Regions from separate parts of the Mus musculus genome. Here all the other regions are linked to region 3. The links are chromatin contacts, called in public HiChIP or PLAC-seq maps. All regions are on one chromosome and are shown on one strand. Each heading gives the region's core, a stretch centred on a gene start, on an enhancer-like site or on the middle of the called end of the contact. The rest is flanking DNA. Distances are from core to core; before and after follow the strand shown. Region 1 overlaps Evi5 (ecotropic viral integration site 5). Region 2 overlaps Evi5 (ecotropic viral integration site 5). Region 3 has its middle 15 kb from the start of 4930428O21Rik.

Region 1 (3,663 bases), core at 198-2,697, 67 kb before region 3:
AACAGTCTGAGGGTTTTTTTAATGCTTCATCTAAAGGTTAAATCAAATGAAATATTCATAGTGCTTTGATCTAGCCTTAAAAGTGCAGACTGAAACAAGTGTGAAGTGATTTATTTCCTGTGAGTGGTCATACATTTACATAGAACCTCATACATGCCTAACCTCATCGCCACTGACATTACACAGCTGTCTAAATATTGCTAATGGTTTCAATTGTGTGAAGATCCATCAGCTGCCAGGAAGAAGACCTTCAGCAGTAGTCTCTCTTTGCTTACCCACAGGACTGTGTAGAGCTTCCTTAGTGTGACAGTCTGTAGATGGCTCCCTCCCTTCTACTCTGGACGGGATCAGGTTCTCCAATTCCAAACTTTCTGCCTTTCACATGTTGGTACACAGATCTTCCCTGCTTCTGAATGTGAATTAACCATTGTTTTCAGTGTTTTTAAATGACTTACCTAATGCTGTGCTTGCTTGCTTGCTTCCTTCCTTCCTTCCTTCCTTCCTTCCTTCCTTCCTTCCTTCCTTCCTTCCTTCCTTCCTTCCTTTCTTTCTTTCTTTCTTTCTTTCTTTCTTTCTTTCTTTCTTTCTTTCTTTCTTTCTTTCAAGTTACTAGTGTTTCAGTGAAGTGTCTCAGTATTTTAACCTAGACAATTTCTTAAGTATTGCATCTTAGGATTTTGGATTTTGGCATACAGTGATTAAGAAGTCCCGATCTCCAGATGATCACTTTTATTGGTTTCCTATTTGAGTATTCTGGAAATCTTTTGGTTTGGGTGCTTGTTTCTAGTTTTAATCTCTGTTGTGTTTATAATACAGTTTTTTGGTTTGGTTTGGTTTTTTTGTTTGTTTTGTTTTGTTTTGTTTTTTGAGACAGGGTTTCTCTGTATATCCCTGGCTGTCCTGGAACTCACTCTGTAGACCAGGCTAGACTCAAATTCAGAAATCCACCTGCCTCTGCCTTCCGAGTGTTGGGAGTAAAGGCATGCGCCACCACGCCCGGCACAGTTTTTTAAAAGAAGCTGATAATTAAGAAAAATTTGGGGCCTGGCTGTATGTACGTTATAATTTACAATTCCTGTGCCTAGGAGATCAGGGTAATCCTCAGCTTGGCAGGTGAAAAAAAGAAAGAAAATATATCATGCAATTACCTATTTTCATTTGTTTTCAATTCTGAAATCTGGAAAAAGCTATTAAAGTATTAAGTATTCTATAGAGAATCCAACAAAATAGATGTGTAGAACTTAGCTGCACGTGTGACTGTCCATGTGACTATCATGCTTGATGCCCGCTTTCCTATATGAAGCATAATGTATAGCTAGTTATTGGTGTTGAGTATTGCTACACAAATGTTATTCAGCTTAAAAAGATCTGTGCTTTACAGACACTGATACACAAAGGCAAATGTACAGATGGAGCTCTGCAATCTGATATGACTCAACCTTGGAAACTTACTGCAACTGTTTGCTGCTCACATGACTCACTTCAATAGTTCAGACCTTGTCTAGGAGTGATCAAAGTTCATTTGGTTAGGGGTTTTTTTGGTATGCGGATGGCTTTTTCCACTTTGTTGTGGATTGATTGTCTTTCAAAATACCCAGTGCTCTTTCCTCATTTTTAAATCTCAGAATGTGGAACTTGTCTGGACCATGCAATCTCTGCTCACACATGGAGAAGTTAGTTTAACTTGAATAATATACATCATTATCTATAAAATGCCATATAAATGTTTTTATTAATATCTTACTAATTGTGAGAATTACTTTGTTTAGATGTCAAAATTGGAAAAATGCCATTCATGTCTCTTTAAAATCAAGTAAAAATGAACTCTAGTTCTTGATAAGTTAATGATATTCTAGAATGTGCCGTAAAAAATGCAAACACAGAGAGAACATGTTATCTCCCTTGACTCCGGGGGCACTTGCCCAGGTTACCGGATTTTCTCAGCACAGATTTCTCTGCTACTTAGTATTGGTCTCTATCTAGAAGCTTCAAAACTCTGAAATTAGGTCAATTGTTTGTTTTACAAAGAAATTTAGCATACTGTGGCTTAGTTTCTAGAGTAGACTGATGGTAGTTCTAAAATACTTACATGTACTTAAAATCTCTGCAGATTCTTCCTATTCGAAAATTTTAGTGCCAATCTTAATGTGAAATAGTTGTAGTTGTTGCTACTAGCTTTTGGTGTTTGAGTTTTCACTATCATGCAGTTAGAAACTCTGCTGCTTCCTGTCAAAGCCTAACTAAATTCATCAGACTATGAACATAACAGTTTCCTGTTTTCTTATTAACTATACAGCATTTTGTGCCTTATTCTTTGTGCGTTATAGATCTCATTACCCTCCTTTGTCAGTGCCAAATTGTTGGGGTTTCCATGCTCACAGAGAAAGCCTGAGTTCTGATTTCTCTGTGTTAGTGCAGGACTAAGGTTTTATTAATTTTTAAAGTTGTGATAAATGTGTCCAGTATCTTAAATGTTGTTTATATACATTCTTCATGTTCTTACTTCTACTCTGTTTCTTCACGCATAACATGATGAAGTAGTGCACATCAGGTAAGAAGCAGCGCCCTCCCTCCTGCCCCGCTCCCCGTGTGTTTCCGTCTGTCTGATTGCTGATATTTGCATCTAACATGGAAATGGGTGGCATGAATGTGCTCAGGGCCTGTCCAAAATTCTACCAGCTTTTTAACGTAGTTCACGTCTTACTGAATCAGAATGCTAAATTATTCAAAACTGATTTTAAAATCATCCCTGTAGTCCAAGGACTAAAGATAGAGATAAAATATATGTCTAGTAACAAATGTTTTGTGCTTTTCTGGAAAGCTTCCGTAGAATGTAAAACTCCAGCATCAGACCTGTCTATGTTCTCAACCATGGACAAGGACCTGGGTTCAGAACCCAATGACTGAATGAATAAATGAATTCTTTTGTTTTTTTGGTTGAGATAGGGTTTCATTTTATTGCCCAGGCTGGGGTTACAGGTCTGTGCCACTGCACTTGGCTAGTAAGTTGGTTTTGTTTGTTATTTTATAAGTTGGGTTGCATGTAAGCAGTGCTTTTTTTGCTTTTATCACTGTCAAGGATCAACTTGCGAGGCAGCTCTGAATCACATTTGAGTATGTGGGAGTTTTTTATATTTTTATTCTACATGTATGACTGCTCTGCCTGCATATATGTGTGCCTGCATATATGTGCATATATGTGTGACATTATGTGCATGTCTTATGGCCATGGAGGCCAAGAGAGGATGTTGGATCCCCTGAAACTGAAATTACAAATGATTATAAGCTACCATGTGGGTGCTGAGAACCAAACCCAGGACCTCTACAAGAACAGCAAGTGTTCTTAACCACTGAGCCATCTCTCCAGCCCCCTCTATTTCTTGAGACAGGGTCTCTAATGGGGCATGTCTCCACCCTCTCCTTGTGATAGGGCTGTAGCTGTGTTCCACCACATCAACTTTTAATGCATGCTAGGACATGAGCTCAGAGCCTTGCACTTGTGTAACAAGCAGTTTACCTACTGACCCATCTCTATAGGCCCCAGGGCTGTGCTTTCAGTAAAGACACGCAATGTGCCTGGTGCTGTGGTACATATTTGACTCTCAGCAGCTGAGAAGAGGAGGGAGGAAGACCAGCTTAAGATCATCTTCAGCTGCAGGCACT
Region 2 (3,534 bases), core at 253-2,752, 89 kb before region 3:
CCCAGAGCAGCCTGCACTTTTGACAGAGATAGAAAGGAAGTGATAAGCTCTTTACTACCACTTTAAAATTTTAATCCTTTTAATGGTGTGAAATTACAGTGTGATTTCTGAATTATGGAATTTACCATAAAGCTTTGTAATTGATTTGTACTTTCCAGCTTCCTAAATTAATAGTTGCACAGTGGGTGATAGTTTATATGCTATGTCGTAGCTGGCAAACTTCTTTCTGTTTGATAAGATTCCATCTGATCCTCAAAGTATATTTCTTTATTGTTTCCCTTTTGAACAACTTAATTAAATTGTAAAATATTTCTCTTTTAGGGCTTTTGCTTCAGGCATTCTAAAATGTAGAAATAGCTAGTTTGTAACTATCTCAACAAAGAGAGCTGGGCATAGGGACTATCCCACCCTGCCTGCTGTCTTGTCATTAGAGTTTGTATATGGCATTTTAGGATCTTCTTCCTGCACACATGTTCCATTGTGGACAGTCTGCAAACACTTGACTAGAGAAGCTCAAAGCCATGAAAAAAGAAAAATACAAATCTGAGAAACTGTTACAGCCAAAGGATCCTAAAGTCATAAATAAATCTATTGCTATGTCTCGGGTCAATGCTTACAACAGAAAAAGCAAGTGGGGAAGTCAGGCCCGGAGCTACAGAAAACAGAGCTGAGTACACTGTGGGCTTCATTCATAATTATGTATCAGTACTGGTTCCTGAATCTTTACAAACATAACTGAAGAATGTAAGATGCTAATGGGGAAAGTGCCTGCTCGGTACATGGAAATACCTTCTCAGTTTTTCTTTAAACCTAAGATTATTTCAAATAATGTCTAATGTAAATTATATCTCATCATTTTTAGAAACTTAGAATTATGTGGAATTTTAAATATCTGTAACAAAAATAATTCACTGCTAGTTAAACTACAATTTATAAGAAACATTTTCTAGCTTTTGTGTCTAAGGCTGATCTTTTCATGTGTACATTTGTCCAATCTTGTCAGAAATGTCACTCTAAAATACTAGTATGTGTTTCTCTTTGTAAGTCAAACTTAGCCATGAAAAAAATGCTAGAAAAATAAGTCTGACTTCTTTTCTTCCTCTGTACTTTTCAGAACACATATCTTATAGATACTCAAATGTGTTTTCATTTTCTTCTGGTTACTAAAAAGACTACTCAAACTTTGTGTTCATAACTTTAAGTTACAGGAAACTGTTTTGAGGATCCATCAGTTAGTTACACACAAGGTTAGTGTGATTTGTTTTTAGATGTTTCAAATGAGTCACCTCAAAGTCATGGAGAGGTTACCACTTACCACATCTTCTGTTCTGATTAACTTTTTTTCTTGGGACTGCGTTGTAAATCAGTAGTAACTTATTAAAGTTAGTGGTTGTTTTCAATGTTTCAGTATTACTTCACTTATTAGCCAGGGTGCTCCCTGTCCTTGGGACTGCGTTGGAAATCAGTAATAACTTATTAAAGTTAGTGCTTGTTCTCTGTTTCAGCACCATTTGGCTCAGGGTGCAACCTGTCAACTGTCTTGCAGTCATCTAGTGCAGTTCCAATGCATAAGGCCTTTGGCTGTAATAGACGAATTGAAAATAACCAATTAGAACAAAACAGTCCTCACTCTGCTGTAAGTTAATATTGTGGCCTCTCTGACCGTTGAACCTAATTTCATAATATAGCCATAAAATGTTATTTAACCTTTAAAATAGTTAAGAGATAGCTTTTTGAAAGTATTCTGTAGAAACAAAGTAGTTTTGAAGGCGAGAGAGCTTGGCTCTGCCTTTGTGTGCTACAATCTCTTCTTTGGTAGTTTTTTTCTCTGTGTCTGTAACATAAAAAATACTTTAAAAATGTAAGCTCTACACTTGCATCTAAGACTAAGCAACCTGTGTTGTGTCATGACCCTGCTAATACCACAGACCTTCTGTAATACTACTCCCAGAGAGAACCCACATCCTATGTATAACCTTAGATTTATTTTGAAATCTTTATGAAGAGAACATGGGGGAGATTACTAATTGTTTCTGTTATTTCCTTTAGGGTTGTATATTTATTTATAACAAGTGTTTTTAATTTTAGCCAACAGGACTAAAATAACAAGGTCTATTAAGTAATTATTTCAAATTCTAGAAGTAATATATAATTTTTTTCTTTTTTTAAAATTAGATATTTTTTTATTTACATTTCAAATGCTATCCCCTTTCCTAGTTTCCCTTCTGAAAACCCACTATCCCTTCCTCTCTCCCCCTGCTCACCAACCCACCCACTCCTGCTTTCTGGCCCTGTCAGTTCCCTATACTGGGACATATAACTTTCACAGGACCAAGGTCCTCTTCCTATAAAAATTTAAAAACCATGTTTTAGGTGAAAATTTTGCTTGTATGTCAGGTATCTGAAGAAAACTCAGGAAGGGGAGAGCCAGTGGACTCAGTAGCCAGCACATATATGTAATCTGGAAAGCAAACGTCAGAGTGGCCAGCACATCGTGCACTGTAGAATGCATGCTGACATGATGCTAGTAAACTGCTGCAAGTGTGCACACTGAAGACCTCATTCTCCTTTGAGACATGGTCTTGTATAGCCCAGGCTGGCTTTGGATTCAAAATCCTTATGTCTTGGCTTGAGTGCTGAATTCAGGCATGTGCCACCATGGCTATCTCTGAACATTTGTAAACCTATTTTATTAATCACTGCTTACATTTTCTTTCTATTTTAGATTTATTTTGTGTTCTTTTTGATTTTTTGTTTACTTTATTGCATGTGGGTGTGAATGTGGGTATGTGTACACCACAGTATGCTGCACATAGAGAACATGGAGCAACTTTGTGGACTCATTACTTCCCTCTTTTAGCGCAAAGTCAGGCTTTCCTACTTTTATTTGCTGAGCCATCTTGCCAGCCTTCTTGATGCATAGCTATAAAATTACTTTGAACAAAATGTTTTTATTTTGTTTTGATGGTGTGTATTTATGCATATATATAATATATATTTTAGTGTTAGAAATTGTACCAAGTTATGATTTTTTAAAAGATTTGTTGCTATGAGTACACTGTAGCGGTCTTCAGACACCCCAGAGGAGGGCCTGTACATATAAAAAAGGGGTATGGTACATGTGGGGACAGTCATTTCCAGCATAGCGACAGCTCCAGGGTGGTGATGTGATACTTAGACATCTTTTTTTTTTTTTAAGATTTTTTTTTAAAAAGAATTATTTATTTTATGTGTGTGAGTACATTTCTTCAGACACACCAGTAGAGGGTGTCAGATCTCATTACAGATGGTTGTGAGCCACCATGTGGTTGCTGGGAATTGAACTCAGGACCTTTGGAAGAGCAGTCAGTGCTCTTAACTGCTGAGCCATCTCCAACCCCAAGTTACGATGTTTTTAACAATTGATAATCTTTCCCATCAATAGAATAGTTAGTCTTTGGTATTCTCTGGATTCATACATATCTTTTAGAAAGAATAAATAGTTACAAGACATTAAATGGAAAAGAGCAAATTTGAAACAGTATTTTACTATTT
Region 3 (3,487 bases), core at 495-2,994:
CTTCTGAAGGTCTTGAGTTCAAATCCCAGCAACCACATGGTGGCTCACAATCATCCGTAATGAGATCTGACACCCTCTTCTGGAGTGTCTGAAGACAGCTATAGTGTACTTACATTTAATAATAAATAAATCTTGAAAAAAAAAGAATATCCAGCTATAAAGACCCCATCATACCAAGAACCTCATTCTACAGACCCAGGGAAAGGAAGCCTTCCCAGCTTCCTAGGAGTGGAGATGGGCATAGACCTCAAACTCCTTTGCCTCTTGCTTGGGCTTCTGGAAAGCTGATCAGCTAACAGGAGCCTGGAATTCCAGGTGAGAGGTTGCCAGTGGCCTCAGAATAGAGGCCGTCTTGCACAGGCTGTGTGCTGAAAAGGCGAGGCAGGAGCTAATAGGCGATTTTTATAGCAAGTGACTTAGAAGCTGGAGTTACCATTTTGGTAACTCTAGTTTTCATATTACAGGGCTTATGTTAACACAGAGAAGCAAGGGTCGGGAGGAGACGAACAGGGGTCAGCCAGATGGTTCAGCATTGCTTGCTCCTCATCCTAAGGACCTGAGTTTGATTCCCAGAACCACAATGCGGAAGGAGAAAACGGACTCCTAAAAGTTGTCTTCTGATATGCATACATACACAATAACTAAGTGTTTTTAAAATGTAAAAAGCATCAACGAAAAACCCAATAAACCAACCAGGAGCTGAGGAATTTGTAGTTCAGTGTCAGAGTTTATGGTTATTTGATATGCACTAGAACCTGGTTTTATCCCTAACACTAACGAATAAAATCGTCAGCTTTCAATTTTACCATTAAACAGGAGAGGACTAGACACAGATTACGATTTTCTGAAGACCACTAACTAGGATTGGGGAATTCTCTGGAGTGGAGCTCAGCTTGCCTCCTGTGAGTGTGTTTCTGCCTGTGTCAGGGTAGCGCCATCCACTGAGGCCACACCCCTGATATATCTTTTATTTATTTATTTTTACAGGGAGGAGTTATTTGTTCTTGCTCATGCCTTGTATTTTCTTTATGTTCGAAGATGTCATCAAATGATCCCCTTTGGATTCTTCGCTAAAGGTTTGTGGAGTTGCATTTGAAGTCTTCCCTCACAAACAGCTTGTTTCAACACTACCATGGCACTAACCGATCCGTGAGAAGCTCACTCACTGTCACAAAGCAGCCCTGGAAGGTAGTGAGTCTCATGGCCCTCACTCGCAGGTTGTCCACTGTAAACGGAGCTAGTGAACCCTGCTAGCCAGTGCGCTGGCAGGACAGCCCAGCAGCTGGCTTTCAGAAGGGACCTGAGCATCGCTCCCACTTGGATTTCTCAGACTTGTCAGTTCGCAAGTGTTCTTTCTTTAGCCAAGAAAGACAAAACCACCTCCGGGTGTACTGCCCCAGGGCTGTTTTGAGAGCATTTCTAAGAGCCTCTAAGGAAGGTGTATATCCACATCTCTGATTTATGTAAAACGATCCGCCCCAAACCAAAACAGACCCTTTGCCTCCGCGGTCTGGCCTGCTTCCCAGCTGTTGGCATTCTCCGGAATCACTCGCAGCACCGGCTGCTCCACCAGAGCTGGCGCAAAGTCAACAGCTCCGCCAGGCAGGCGCCCCACCCGCCATTTGATTTTGTTAAATCACTCCTTTGGCTAATATTTCAGGGACAGACACGCGACGCATCTGGCTCCGGCTAGATATTTTCAGTCTCTCGGATCCCAAGGTAAATATTTGCAGGGTCGATGGCTGCAAAGTAGGCGGGCGTGAAGCGGGGCGGGTCCCCAGCTTCCACTCAAGGCCGGCGCAGCTGCTGCAGCGCCCCGCCCCTTCTCCCACGCCCCGCCCACTTCCCCCATGAGCCCCAGCGCGGCCCGCTCGTAGCTTCGTGTGTGCAGCGCATGGCTGGACTTCAGCTTCCGCGAGGCTGGTTTCGAGGTGAGGCGCGCGTGATGCCCCGTTGCCATCCTGTAAAGCTCGTGCTTGCACTTTTGTTTATTTTCAGTTTTATTTTTAGCAGATATTGTTTCTGTTCTCCCCCCCCCCCAACCTCTGCTAGGCAAGTACACGTGGTCACGTGTGGAGTCAGGAGGAAGGGTAAGGAGGCTTCGGAGAACCTGGGACAGGTTTGGTTTGAGGGGCCAGGTTTGTCTGAAGTACCCTCTGAGACTTCCTCCTGGGAAGAGATTCCATTGTGTCAGGATTTTCCTACACACGTGGGCACATTTTAGGAAGAGTTACAAAGTGGGCTTTGGTGCTAGGAAAAGGTGGATTAGGTCAAGGATATATTAGATATACATTTCTTTATTGTGGCAGGATAGCTTAGGTGTAAACAAAGGAGCCCATGTGGAGACCATGATGGGAAACCTCCAACCCTTGGTTTGGCCTACTCGAGACCTACAATTCTTTGGACATATAGTTCAAGTGAGCATTTAAAAGAACAGAAACCAAATATGTGGTAGCATGTTAAACACTCAGCCCTGCAGTGATATGCTTGTAATCTGTTGCTTTAATTTGTTTCCTCCCCCACTGAGTTGGAGGGCGGGACTACGGTGTGATGGATGATATTAGGGTTGTACAGCTGTAGAGTCAGATGCATCCTTATTTTAAATGCTCACATTTTGTTCATCGTGGCTCCTGTAAAATATTAACGATGTGCCTACTACACCCACCTAGGGAAGGGTATTCTTGAAAAGTGTTAGCAAAAGTCAATAAATAAAACCTTTACAAGTTCTCCTGAAATTAGAAATCAGATTGAATCCCAGGCATCCAGACTCCAGGCTTTGCCTTAAACCTGTGCAGAGTGGATGGATCTAGCTAGGCCATATAGATCTTTTTTGGCTGCAGCTAAAACATTTACTGGCAGCAGGATCAGATCCTACTCCTCGTGGTAGCTGGGTCCTCCCTTGGAGCCCCCTCTGCTGTCTTCTCTTACTGCTAATTGACTTCCTGAATCCCCACAGCAGCTGCTGGAAACCTTTCCAGCTCTTCCTGCTGTGGTTTGTGCTGGTGACCAGTTCCCATTTCCACCATCCTCACCTGGGACCTTCATCTCCAGATCCCCCCACTTCTTTATATTTTCAGGGTGTCCTTTCCCTCCCTAAGCTGAATTCTTCCTCAGCGCTCTGGCCATATTTTCCTCAAGGCTAATAATTTCTCCCAATCTCATCATCAACCTCTTTTAAGTTTTTTGTTTGTTTGTTTGTTTTGTTTTTTATGTAAGAGTCATGAATATTTTTAGTAAGAAACTTGGGGGAGCTTAGGGAGATGGCTCAGTTAGAAGAGAACTTGCCGTATAAACATGGATCCTGGAGTTTAGTTTGCCAGTACCCATATTAAAGACCAGGTGTAGTGTCATAGTTCTGTAATCCCAGTTCTGGGGGCAAAGACAAGCAGATCCTGGGGGCTTGGTGTCTAGCTGTCATGGTTTGAATATTCTTGGCCCAGGGAGTGGCACTATTAAGGAGGTGTGGCCCTGTTGAAGTAGGTGTAGC

What was found. HiChIP or PLAC-seq counts read pairs in DNA pulled down with a chosen protein or histone mark.
Region 1: a contact with region 3 is called in a BATF HiChIP or PLAC-seq map of CD8 T cells, with 31 read pairs. The contact joins two enhancer-like sites. A contact is called at or near these places in 2 of 15 datasets of contacts at CTCF or cohesin (CD8 T cells and the G1E-ER4 cell line), 7 of 484 Hi-C or Micro-C datasets (CD8 T cells, the G1E-ER4 cell line, T follicular helper cells and 3 more) and 4 of 115 datasets of contacts at active chromatin or transcription factors (CD8 T cells, the HPC-7 cell line, bone marrow-derived macrophages and 1 more).
Region 2: a contact with region 3 is called in a BATF HiChIP or PLAC-seq map of CD8 T cells, with 35 read pairs. The contact joins two enhancer-like sites. A contact is called at or near these places in 2 of 15 datasets of contacts at CTCF or cohesin (CD8 T cells and large pre-B cells), 23 of 484 Hi-C or Micro-C datasets (the BV-2 cell line, the Ba/F3 cell line, CD4 T cells and 17 more) and 5 of 115 datasets of contacts at active chromatin or transcription factors (CD8 T cells, acute myeloid leukemia, bone marrow-derived dendritic cells and 2 more).

Annotation. Positions count from the first base shown.
Region 1 is chr5:107,752,770-107,756,432 of GRCm38.p6, reverse strand. The region is part of intron 19 of Evi5 (ecotropic viral integration site 5); the gene reads left to right. Among named protein-coding and RNA genes, the nearest start is that of Gm42147, 13 kb to the right of the region's middle. Within about 2 kb of position 1,447, at least 49 of the 459 cell types and tissues checked have an H3K27ac peak or open chromatin away from gene starts, as enhancers often do. A contact at or near this core is called in CD8 T cells, T follicular helper cells, bone marrow-derived macrophages and 1 more, where this site is marked.
Region 2 is chr5:107,775,374-107,778,907 of GRCm38.p6, reverse strand. The region is part of intron 18 of Evi5 (ecotropic viral integration site 5); the gene reads left to right. Among named protein-coding and RNA genes, the nearest start is that of Gm42147, 36 kb to the right of the region's middle. Within about 2 kb of position 1,502, at least 26 of the 459 cell types and tissues checked have an H3K27ac peak or open chromatin away from gene starts, as enhancers often do. A contact at or near this core is called in CD8 T cells, Th1 cells, Th17 cells and 2 more, where this site is marked.
Region 3 is chr5:107,686,393-107,689,879 of GRCm38.p6, reverse strand. No RefSeq gene overlaps it. Among named protein-coding and RNA genes, the nearest start is that of 4930428O21Rik, 15 kb to the left of the region's middle. RefSeq lists an enhancer at 891-3,118. Within about 2 kb of position 1,744, at least 218 of the 459 cell types and tissues checked have an H3K27ac peak or open chromatin away from gene starts, as enhancers often do. A contact at or near this core is called in CD8 T cells, T follicular helper cells, Th1 cells and 4 more, where this site is marked.